Linked DNA regions of Callithrix jacchus: region 1 is linked to region 2. Evidence: chromatin contacts called from public Hi-C data. All regions are on one chromosome and are shown on one strand. Each heading gives the region's core, a stretch centred on a gene start, on an enhancer-like site or on the middle of the called end of the contact. The rest is flanking DNA. Distances are from core to core; before and after follow the strand shown. Region 1 overlaps PXK (PX domain containing serine/threonine kinase like). Region 2 holds the start of HTD2 (hydroxyacyl-thioester dehydratase type 2).

Region 1 (2,700 bases), core at 154-2,653, 97 kb after region 2:
CAGGCATTAGATAGCAGCAGCCTTCTCAAGAGAGATCAGTGGGAGTGCAAATTAGCAGTGTCATTTGGGAGAGCAGAGGGGCTAGATTTCCAAGCTCTGCTTTCACAGGAAATGGACCAGTTTCAGGGCCATTAGCCACCCCTGGCTCCAGCTTGTTGAAAAGCTTCATGCAGAGCTAGGATTGGAGCCTGTCTTGGTACATGCTCAGCTAAACAACACAGATGCACTGTGGCCCACTGGTCCCATCCTGCCAGGCCTCTCTTACCAAGGAGCCTGTTCATAGGGTCAGCTTTATCACAACACAACTGGTGAGATACCTAGATGCAGGAGTGAAAGAGTCACTGCATTTCCGATTTTCTGGCAACAATTAGACTCTGTTTTGCTCTGTAATGTATTTAATTATCTGAATATTTTTCTGTTACTAGCCTTTGTTTCACCTTTGTAAATTAGATACAAGTTTTGATTGAAAAATGTAAAAAGAATGAATCTTGGAGACTGCTTATAAAAATAATCCCTGATTTTGTGGGGTAGCCCCATAATACTATCTTTCTTTTCTTTTTGAACCAAGATCTCTCTCTTAAAGTCTTTTGCAAGCCCAATAAAAACAATTGGGACACCAGTATCTCCTTTTGCTTCTTAAATGAATCACATGTTCTAGATGTGCAAGGAGCTGCTTCTGCCACTCAGAGCTTACCGGCTGTGCTTGGAAGGGTTCCTACAGCTGTGTGAAGGGAGAGTCATTGGCAGGGGTTTGGTATATGAGTTGATCCCATAATCATTATTAATATCTAACAAGGCACCCAGGAGCTGCCAAGAGCATTCCTCATCTCCACTCAAATGCTTCTAACTGACCCACCTAAGAAAACAAGAGCGAGCAAACGCAAGGGACTAGTGCGAATGACTTATTTCTGCCTGAGGGTGGTTATTGGTGCCTTAGTGCTGAATGTTCTAGGGCCAGGGCCTGCTTTTGAATAGCAAAGTACCTGGTTCATGGGAGGATATTCTTGTCCTTATCTTACTTTGTCAGCAGATTTCCCAAGAAAGTCCCCAAATGTTGATCAAGACAGAAAATAAGCTTTTTTGTCTTTTGTGGAGATAACCTGTTCAGGCTAATCAGAAATGTCTAGTGATCTACTGCCCCAACTATATTGACCCATTTCCTAGAATATAGGATATTAATTTAATACTACTTGGGCATATTAGGAGAAATTAATAGTGAGAATCCATAAACCTCCTTTAGCAAGCAAGGCACTGGAGGCAGCTGTGTAAGGGTTCAGAGCCCCTCCCTGTGTGGTTAGATCTGCCCTGCTCAGTTGACTACCAGTTCTTATCTCTAAATGCCTTTGGGAATTTACAATCTATTTGGACTTTTGGGGGAATTCTCTAATTTATCTGTGTTTAAATGGGCACTGTCTCATCCAGGAGCAAGTTTGTAGGAGATAAGGTAACTTTTAGAATGAGAGAAAAAAAGAGGAGTCTTATGTAATTAGAGTCAATGTTGGGAAAACCTGGCGGTGAGTGGGAGGGGCATTCCTGTGAACTTGATAGTGCGCAGCCTGAAGGGGAGTCTTGAGGATTTAGAAGGAAAACATATGTGAGGCCGCAGCACAATGCCTGGCAGAGTGAGAGTGCCTGGCAGATATGAGAGGTTCCCAGCAAATATTGGCTTCTCCTTTGTTTTATCTCCTTTTATGTTTTGTTGATCAAATGGACTCAGCCTGTACTCTGACCTCTGCTGGGCATTTCCTGTAATGCATCTCATGAAAATGGTAACTAATATTTAGCATTTGCCTGGCAACCTAGCATTTCAGTCCCTAAGCAATTCAACCCCAGGGAGTTTATTCATTCAAGATGTAGTCAAGGTGCATTTACTGAGAGCCTGTGGTTTGCTAAGGAGGACTGCGCTTGGCCCTGGGTTACAGAAATGGATAGACAAGGACCTAGCTTTCATGGAGTCACATTTCCAGTGCCTCTCAGAAGCTCCAAAATGATAGACACTGTTTAGGAAAAACTCACACTCAGAAGTGTTTTTTCCTGTTCTGACACTCAACACAACAATAATCAGCACACACAGACTTCTGTGACCGAATTTCAGGAGGTCGGGGAGTGGTTCTCTCGGCCACCAAGAAAGCAATCAGTAAGCAACAAGCTGGGTGTCCTCCAACTCAGTTCTGACACTATCTACCTGGAGATTGCATCACACCCCACAGGTTGGGGCTTAGTCCCCAAAACTACCTGCTCTTTCTGACACTATGTGCAAGGATGGGAATCCAGAACTTTGGCGAACCAGCTATAAGTAGAAGTTCCCCCAGCCCTCTCTTTGGTTTCCATTAATTTGCTGGTGCAGCTCACAGAACTCAGGGAAACATGTTTACCAGTTTATTATAAAGGATGTTACAAAGGATACACACGAAAAGATGCATAGGGCAAGGTTTGGGGGAAGGAGCTTCCATGCCTTTCGTGGGCACATCACCCTTCAGGAACCTTCGCATGTTCAGCTATCAGGAAGCTCTCCAAACCCTGCCCTCTTGGGCCTTTTATGGAGGCGTCATCAGCTAGGCATGATTGACAACCATATAGAAATGTTGTTATAGAACCAAACTGGGGTCCTATTCACCCAGTGCAATAAAACAAGATACCCACACCGAGGCTGTTGCAGTGATAGAAAGGAAGGCATTTATTGCAGAGTGCTAGGCAAGG
Region 2 (2,700 bases), core at 122-2,621:
ATCCCTGTGTGTACTTGTATGTGAGATAGAAAACTTTGTTCTTGGGATTTATATAGCTGCGAAGAAACAGACATGGCCTCTGCCGCATGGACTGATGGTCTTGGTTCTTGTAGTAGGAAAACATGTTAGGCAATTAGTGACAAGAATGAAGAGAATTATGAAAGAGGAAGTATGGTGTTCCTGTACAAGAAAGAACATAGCAAGCTGACTTTGTCTCATCTTAAAGATCAGTCAAGGAACAATTTAAATGAAGGCTCAAAGGATGAGGGACTGATTATCAGCCATATGAAGAGGTGTAGGCAGAACTTTCTAGGCAGGGGGAGCTATAATCAAATAGGCAATTCAAAGCACCAGCACCATTAAATAAAATACAGCATTTGTGGAGAATAGTCAAAACTTGACAAGCAAGAATAATGGTGCTAACAGCCTGCTAATAGTATTATTCCATATCCAGGTTGATGCCGCCTTGCCTTTGGACATCCTACGCTATGAAGAGAAGACCTTGTCAGCCATCTTGAGAATATGTAGCAGGTATGACAGAGAGTGGGCATTTCTAGTATAACAAGTCAGAGAGACTGATGAGAATTAGAGCAAAAATTCTTTCCTCTGAGAATGAGAAGAATATTGTGAACTCTGAGCAGCTTTTGGGGATTTTAACTGGGATGAATATGAACATTCCATCCACCAGAAACTTGTACCCTAGAGAGAGCAAAACATGCTTTGGTTACAGCTCTAGTTTCCCATTGATGGTTATAGTTGCAAAGCCAGAAGTGAATATTTCAGAAACCTTAGTTGAGGTTCATTTTGTTTTCAGCCTATGATACGCTATGTATTTTCCTGGTCTTTTCTGCAGTGGTCTTGTCAAATTGTGGAGCTCTTTGGCCTTGTTAGGATCCTATAAAGGCAAAAAATGTGCTTTCCGGGTGATTCAGGTAAAGACTGTTCCCTCACATATTCCAAATGAGACTGATGATGGCTCAATCGCTTCTTAATATTCATAGCTCATTTTTGTGCTTGCATGAATGTAATATGGTTAACATGATCTAAGTAGGGGAACATAAAGGGCTTGTTTTCAAAAAATGTGAGACACAGCACTTCAGATTTTAAAGTCTGTGGGAGGTTGTTCTGGGATAAAAGTTGCTACTCTGTGGTTAAGTCTTATTTTTTATTTAACACTTAATGCTTTGGGTGTTATATATTGTATGCTCCTTTTAAGCTATGACTACTTGTTATTGAAGGCTTCCTCTTGGGACGCTCTTTAAAATGCTCCTGCATTCACTTTGTTTATCCTGTAAAACTGGACATGTTTCCACATTGCCCTGTGCTTCAGTGCAGTTTCTTCCAATGCCTTAACCTTTTTCTTTCTTTTGTAGGTTTCTCCATTTCTCCTGGCATTATCTGGTAATAGTAGGGAACTAGTATTGGATTGAAGGAATAGTCTTCTATTTTGGAAACATTCCTCCACTCTCAGATTTATTTTTTGGTGCCTGCATGTTTGAAGACTGAAGCAGGCTAAAAGCTCTTGGTGAAATTTGAGGGTGCTGAAGATGTTCCCACTAATTTCCAGCCATCACCTTTGGTGGGGTGGGCTTCGGAGGAGAGTCTGCCTGAACCTCCCGGTGCTGGCCCTGCAGCACTTTCAGCATATGCACATCAGAGTTGGAGACCGTGCTGAACTTAGGAGGGCCTTCACACAGACGGATGTGGCTACCTTCTCAGAGTTAACAGGGGATGCCAATCCTTTGCATCTAAATGAAGACTTTGCAAAACACACCAAGTTTGGAAATACAATTGTACATGGAGTTTTGATCAATGGACTTATCTCAGCTCTCCTGGGAACTAAAATGCCAGGGCCAGGCTGTGTATTTCTTTCCCAAGAAATTAGCTTTCCAGCCCCTTTATATATTGGAGAAGTTGTTTTAGCTTCTGCAGAAGTGAAAAAGCTAAAACGGTTCATTGCTATTATTGCAGTGTCGTGTTCAGTAGTAGAAAGTAAAAAGACTGTCATGGAAGGCTGGGTTAAAGTTATGGTTCCAGAAGCTCCTAAATCCTGAAATACGTGTTTAAAGATGCAACCTCAAACACCAATGCTGTTATTAAAGAGCCTTTGGGGAAATGGATTGCTGCTCTTCACCAAAGAATGGTTGGTAGGCCCAGAAGCCCATCCTAATTAGGGTAAGGGAGCAGATAGCTGTTCAAATGCCCACTTTCCAGTTTGGCCTTATGCAAGAGTGTATGTGAAATTCTCTGCCCTTTTTTTTTTTTTTAATTCAAGAAATAGGCTAGGCATGGTGACTCATAACTGTAATCCTAGCACTTTGGGAGGCTGAGGCAGATGGATCACTTAAGGTCAGCAGTCCAAGACCAGCCTGGCCAACATGGTGAGACCACATCCCAACAAAAAGAAAATGTAAAAATTAGTAGTGCTTGGTGGCTTGGGCCTGTAGTCCCAGCTACTGGGGAGGCTGAGGTGGGAGAATAGCTTGGGCCCAAGAGCTGGAGGTTACAATGAGAAGCTGAGATCACACCTCTGCACTGCAGCCTGGGTGACAGAGCAAGACCCTGTCTCAAAAAAAAAAAAAGTATTGGGAAGGTTATTTATGTAAACACTCTACTTTGAAGTCAGGCATGGTGGTGCATGGTTATAATCCCAGCACTTTGGGAGGCCATGGCAGGCGAATCACTTGAGGTCAGAAGCTC

The links. A called contact is a pair of places that touch in the nucleus more often than the background predicts.
Region 1: a contact with region 2 is called in a Hi-C map of skeletal muscle, with 4 times the contacts expected there. The contact joins the enhancer-like site here to the promoter of HTD2 in region 2. A contact is called at or near these places in 3 of 3 Hi-C or Micro-C datasets (induced pluripotent stem cells and skeletal muscle).

The regions. Positions count from the first base shown.
Region 1 is chr15:40,206,193-40,208,892 of calJac240_pri, forward strand. All of the region lies in intron 14 of PXK (PX domain containing serine/threonine kinase like), which reads left to right. Among named protein-coding and RNA genes, the nearest start is that of PDHB, 20 kb to the right of the region's middle. Within about 2 kb of position 1,404, at least 6 of the 16 cell types and tissues checked have an H3K27ac peak or open chromatin away from gene starts, as enhancers often do.
Region 2 is chr15:40,109,435-40,112,134 of calJac240_pri, forward strand. HTD2 (hydroxyacyl-thioester dehydratase type 2) reads left to right here and starts at 1,372. Exons shown (of 1, transcript XM_054245814.2): 1 at 1,372-2,700. The coding sequence starts at 1,548. The coding sequence ends at 2,054. RPP14 (ribonuclease P/MRP subunit p14) reads left to right here. Exons shown (of 6, transcript XM_017964996.4): 4 at 455-531; 5 at 854-932; 6 at 1,374-2,700. The coding sequence ends at 1,430.